Regions from separate parts of the Anas platyrhynchos genome. Here region 1 is linked to region 2. A link is a contact called in public Hi-C data. All regions are on one chromosome and are shown on one strand. The core of a region is the stretch at or near the end of the contact, and the rest is flanking DNA. Distances in the headings are between cores, read along the strand shown.

Region 1 (2,700 bases), core at 88-2,587, 110 kb before region 2:
ATTGCGTATATTTTTCCCCTTCAGTGTTACAAATCTGCAGAACTGTCTACTCCCTGGTGCTGCTTGATAATGATCATTCACAAGAAAACTGCTTGACCAGCATGAAGTTAGCAAATAATTAGCCTGTACGTTTGTCACCTTTGGATCTCCAGGCCTTCTCCACTAATCTCTCTGCACTCTTTTTTCTGAAGAGGCTATTTCATCACAGCTTCAAAATTCAACACTCCTCTGCAGTCTCCACAAGCACCTGTATCTGTTCCTGAAGGTCACTCTGATGGGTAACAACGCATCAGCCCTCTATGGGACTTGCAGCTGAAGTGACCCCAATAATCCAGGTACAAAGGTGGCAGTTAATAACGCACATTATCTCAGGTTAAAATGCGATAAAATGGATCTGTACTTGGTCACTACCTAAGTTCAGGTAAAACACAGCGGGCTCTAATGTGTGTGGGCTCAGGCAACACCTGATACTCTAATATTTCTTATAGAGGTTTTCAGATTGTCCCTGCTAACTCCCTGTGGTAACACAAGTTTTATCCTTTCTCCCTTAAACCCTTTGCAGCTGGGATGCTCCGAATGCACAGTAACTACGGGGAGCTTTGTGAGTGCAGGCAGCAGCATGCACACCGCTCCAAGGGGCTGGCAGCAGCGCCTAATTAACGAGGCTTTGAGGGATCACAGATAGATCGGTAATTATGAGCAAAACAGTGAAACCCAGCACTTCGGCCACCCAAAGGAGCTGCAGGTTTTGAGAGGGGCAGCGGCTGGGCTGCTCCCTGCGCCACTCACCCACGTACTCGTCCATGTTGAAGGTCTTCACGTACTTGAAGGACAGGTCCCCATTCTTGTGGTACTCCACCAGCTTCTGGTAGCATCCCAGCGGCGTGCTGCCTGCGGGCGGACAGACACACAGACAGTCAGTCAGTCAGACACACAGACATCAGTCAGTCAGTCAGACACACAGACATCAGTCAGTCAGTCAGACACACAGACATCAGTCAGTCAGTCAGACACACAGACATCAGTCAGTCAGTCAGTCAGTCAGACATCAATCAGTCAGTCAGTCAGACACACAGACAGTCAGTCAGTCAGACACAGAGACATCAGTCAGTCAGTCAGTCGGACAGCCCGTCAGCCCTACCTGTGGGCAGCCCGAGCGTGAAGCAGCGGCCGGGGCCGGGCGCGAATTGCACGATGCGGTTGCGGATGTATTTGGCCGCCCACTCGCTGGCCTCCGCGTACGTCTCCTGGATGATCAGCTTCATGGCGGCCCCGCCGCTACGCCGCCATCTTAGCGCCCGCCCCGCCTCAGCGGGCGGCGCTGGGCGCCCGGGGCCGGGCTGGGGCCGGCCTCAGCAAGCCCCAGGGCAGTGCCACAAGGCTGGGGGCAGCGCCTCTCGTTCCTCTGTCCTGGGAGTACATCGCAGGGAGCTGCTTCAGGGCACCTCGGTGCTGTTTTGGGGCTGTGGGTGCAGCCCCGCATCCCTGCTGAGTGGCTCCGAGCTGCCCAGGCGCCGTGCTGATATTGAGCTGCTTTTTTTGACCTGTGTTTGTGCTGCTCCTGACGGTGCTGGTGTCCCAAAAAGGCCTTTTTTTGCTGCTCCAGCTCCCTTCAACCTGTGCCCGAGCTCACCGTGCAGCCTGGGTGAGAGTGAAGAGGTCCCTTAGGGAACACAAAGCTCCTCACAGTTAGGCAGCACTTCACTTCCATTAGGAAAAAGGAATAATATACAAATTGCCTTCCTAGGACCCAGTCCATGCAGTTCCTTCCTTTTAAAAAATGTAAATGACCTGGCAAGGCTGAGTGCTCCTGATGTTATCTCGCCGTGAGTGCTGAGAGCTGCTGGCTTGGTTTGTGCTTGGCTGGGGAACAGTGGGTGTGACAGGCCACTGCCAGACCCTGCGGTCGGACTTGGGAAGAGTTTTAGGCCACAGAGACTAAATAAATGGAAAGTGCAGTGTGTTTCCATCAGCAGTGGTTACCCGGCAGGCAGGGAGGTATTTCCGTGGCTGCAGTGCTGGGCAAAGAGCTGACAGCAGAGGCTCCTCCATGTGCCCACCATGCTGGACAGCCCGGGGTTCTTTACAGGCTGTTGCCTCGCCTTTGGCTCTGTGTGAAAGGACTTTCCCTCTTTTCCCTCTGGCATCATATCGGTGTGATACACCCGTCAGTCCCGCAGACACCGGCAGCAGTTACAGCTCCCGTGGTTTCAGCAGCACAGGTTGGAGCCAGGCAGAGCTGTGCTGAGCTGAGGGACAGCGGGGACCTGGCTGATGTCTGAACACTTCTCATCCTGTGTCTGCTGTTCTCCAGGCATCACCCCCACAAAAGGAAGGCAAATATGGAGGTGCAGAGTGCAGGAAAGACCATTTCCCAAAGCAACAAGCTGCAGGGCAGCATCCGCATGCCCCTCTGCGGTGATTTGCGGGCTGCCAGGTTTGCTGTGCTCAGAACAGCCACGGACAGCTCAGGCTCCCTGCCACCTACCTGCACAGCCTTCTGTTACTGCACTTTGCACCCCTCAGCTACAGAGAGCTGCTGCGTTTGAGGCTCAGCCTTGCCCTGACATGCTGCCAACACAGGCCCAGGGTCAGCGCTGGACTTTGCGAAGGTGTCTGCTTTAAATTCGAGTGTGATGGGGCTCTGTGAATTGTGAAAGGTCTTGGCTCTCGTTTTGATCTCCTTTGCAAAAGGCTTTG
Region 2 (2,893 bases), core at 257-2,756:
AATTGTGTCGCAGCGAGTGCTGTTTTCTTTCTGCTTGCTATTGACGTACGCACTAAAATTACACACTCGAGAAAAAGGCTGAAAACACCCAGTGTCTGATTGGAGCCCGCGGGAGGCAGGAAGCCCAGGCTAATAACTCTCGCCACTATTATACCTCAGTCATGATTATGGCTGGGACTGCACGCAGGCTGCTAGATAAGCAAACTTTTTTCTTCCTGTCTTGGCGTTGTGTACCTCACCTGGCTGAGGCACAGCCGTGCTTAGAGCCAGACCAAAATGTCGATGTTGTGGGTGATAAACGAGGGCACAGGAGGATTTCATTGCCTGGGCAGTGAGCGGGAGGTACACCCACACAAATGTGGGTGATCAAATGCATGTGAAAAAAATGAACTTTGAGGATATAATGAGCTTATATCATGCTGGTGCACCCTTGTATCCCAACTGAAACAAAGTCCGGTGCCTGGCCTAGAAACTGTGTTTAAAATCTGCCTCGAATAGGCTGACCCTCATGTGCAACAGTGCCTAGTGCTTATAGAGAAGTGGATTTATGAACAGAAAAAGACAGGGCAGAGGATAAACCTAGAGAGAGGAAATGACTTTAAATGCTACTTATTCCCATAGCTATATATGGGAATCGTTATATGCTCACTGTTTTTGTGTATTTATGTTGCATACAGATTGTGAAAGCATCTATTTGGCACGGCGTTGTGTTACTGTAGAATTAGGGTTGAGCTGGTATCACAGTGTGTGTTTCCCAGTGACCTGGGAGATAACTGGGAGTGTAACCCATGGCAGTACACAGACACTGAGAAACGGATGGCTCTGTGTGTGTGCATAACCCCCAAACGTTTGGCTGTAAGCTCCTAACTATTTAACTTTGCAAATGCAGCTGCAAGGAGGGGAAACTGTGCCTCCAAGTGGATCCCCAAAGTCTGCAGGAGATAAAAAAAAAAAAAAAATAAATAAAAAAAATAAATAAAATAAATAAAATATGTGAAACTGCCCATTTCTTTTAAAGTTTTGGGAACTAAAAACTAAAACCTTGGAAATAAAGACTTTGTTGCTGTTGTTAAAAACACGCCCTGCCATTTCCACCGACTTTGGTTAGATCACGGACTCCATCCCTTTCTTTCAGATGCGTCCCTTTGGGGTCGCTATGAGAACAGCGAGATTTCCTAGGAGGGGAGAACAGCCGTGAAGGAAGAAGCGTTCTCTGTCATCCAAGGCCTGGATTCCTGCTGGCAGCGAGCAGTTCCCGACGGGCCCCTCTCCTCCTGGCCCGCGGTGCCGTGCTGCAGCTGGAGGGCTGAAGTCAGGGGGCCAGCAGGGTCAGGGCGTGGGGGCCCGGCCACGTATTATTTTAAACTTTTCCCCACTGCCCTTTCTGCAGGACTGCTCTGATCTTGTTTCAGGAGTCATGTTTTCTGGAACAATGCCTAGCGAGCCGTGCTTTATCAGGCGCGTTTCCCCAGCTCTTTGCTGATGTGCCCAGGGAGCTGTTTTGGTGCTTATCAGGTTCACAAAACCGGCTGCCGGCCAGCTCCACCCCGTATCGCGCATCTCCCCGAGGCTCAGTCCTGCTCTGCCCCTAATTGCGAAGCCAAAAGCATTAACCTTTCTCTGCAGAAGTCAGACCAAGTTTTATAACCATCTCTCATGGTTTCCTTGCTGCTTAAATGAACAAAAGCAGCGTCAGGCTCAGAGCTGGGACGTTCAGAGTGTGTGCGCTTGGAAGCAAAAGCCCCGGCTGTCCCATCTGACACAGCCTGGTATTTTTGGAAATGCTCACTGATGGTGATATAAGCTGCTAGCGAGGTGGCACGCTGAAGGTGCTAGCACTGATGCCCTGCACTGAGCTCAGTGAAGTGTCCCAGGGCTGCTCAGGAGGAGCTGGATGCATCCTGGTGGCCTCCCAGGGCAGCTGGTGGGCTCCCAAGGTACAGCTTTGACATCTTTTTTTGACACAGTTGTCAGGCAGCTGAAATTAGGTACCTCTGAGACCTTCTGCTCCCAGAACTTTTTTTTTTCTATTGAGAAATCATGATTTTCTTGTAGCAGTTCAGATTTAATACCGATAGCCTGCCATGCTTCCTCTGAATGAAAGCCTTCAAGTCATTCGATGTGGTAGATAAGGCTCCAGTGCTTTGCTGAGCATTAATCAAGATCAGTGGCATTGTGTAATTTACTGGAAATCCAGCTTTTCTTCAACCTTCCTCTGAAGGCGAAGGGCTCTCAGAAACCTCCTGGGCTGGCGGTGGAGAGAAGCGAGAAGCAAACCTCCCTCAGCCACGGGCTCGGAGCAGGAGCTCAGCAGCGCTGCGCCGCAGCCAACGTGGGTGAGGAGCAGACTGGTGCTTCCCTTGTTTACTGCCTGTCTGCACGGCTGAGTGCATCTATGGATAGCTTTAACAGAGCAGCCCTGCTGGAAATTTTCTTCATTTTCATGTATTTCCTTTAAGGTTTTTTGCTATTTTTAGAGCACCTTCAGTGCTCGCCAGCTGCCTTTGACTCCACAAGAGAAGCTGAATGAACACAATTTTCCACTCCCATTGTCTCTCCTCGCTAAATACTGTTGCTGTTCTCATACTTTTATGACCGTGTAGTTGGTACTCTATGCACAGTACCACTCCAGGCCCTACTATTATACTTCTGGCAAGAAAATTTTAGTTTTTTATGGGAATTTTGTGTAATCTGGCATCTGGATTTACCCATCTAATAGTAGCAGATGTCAAAACCTCCCAGGTCAGAAATGAGCTTTCTAGAGATAAAAAAGGACTTAAGAAGAGAGCTGAACCCGGAGGTTAATTCTGCCCATGTCCCACTGGCCTGCAGCCATGGGGCTTGGCCATGTGCGTGCTCCCTGTGGCACCGGGTGCGAGGCCCCAAGAGCTGG

What was found. A called contact is a pair of places that touch in the nucleus more often than the background predicts.
Region 1: a Hi-C map of skeletal muscle shows a contact between it and region 2, with 2.5 times the contacts expected there. The contact joins the promoter of GNPDA1 here to the enhancer-like site in region 2. A contact is called at or near these places in 2 of 8 Hi-C or Micro-C datasets (skeletal muscle and subcutaneous adipose tissue).

What each region holds. Positions count from the first base shown.
Region 1 is chr14:1,437,072-1,439,771 of IASCAAS_PekinDuck_T2T, reverse strand. It overlaps GNPDA1 (glucosamine-6-phosphate deaminase 1), which reads right to left and starts at 1,337. Exons shown (of 6, transcript XM_021274457.4): 1 at 1,142-1,337; 2 at 790-891. The coding sequence starts at 1,265.
Region 2 is chr14:1,332,009-1,334,901 of IASCAAS_PekinDuck_T2T, reverse strand. All of the region lies in intron 1 of FGF1 (fibroblast growth factor 1), which reads right to left. The region is part of intron 2 of LOC106017998 (a long non-coding RNA gene); the gene reads left to right. Among named protein-coding and RNA genes, the nearest start is that of FGF1, 14 kb to the right of the region's middle. Within about 2 kb of position 1,506, at least 2 of the 8 cell types and tissues checked have an H3K27ac peak or open chromatin away from gene starts, as enhancers often do.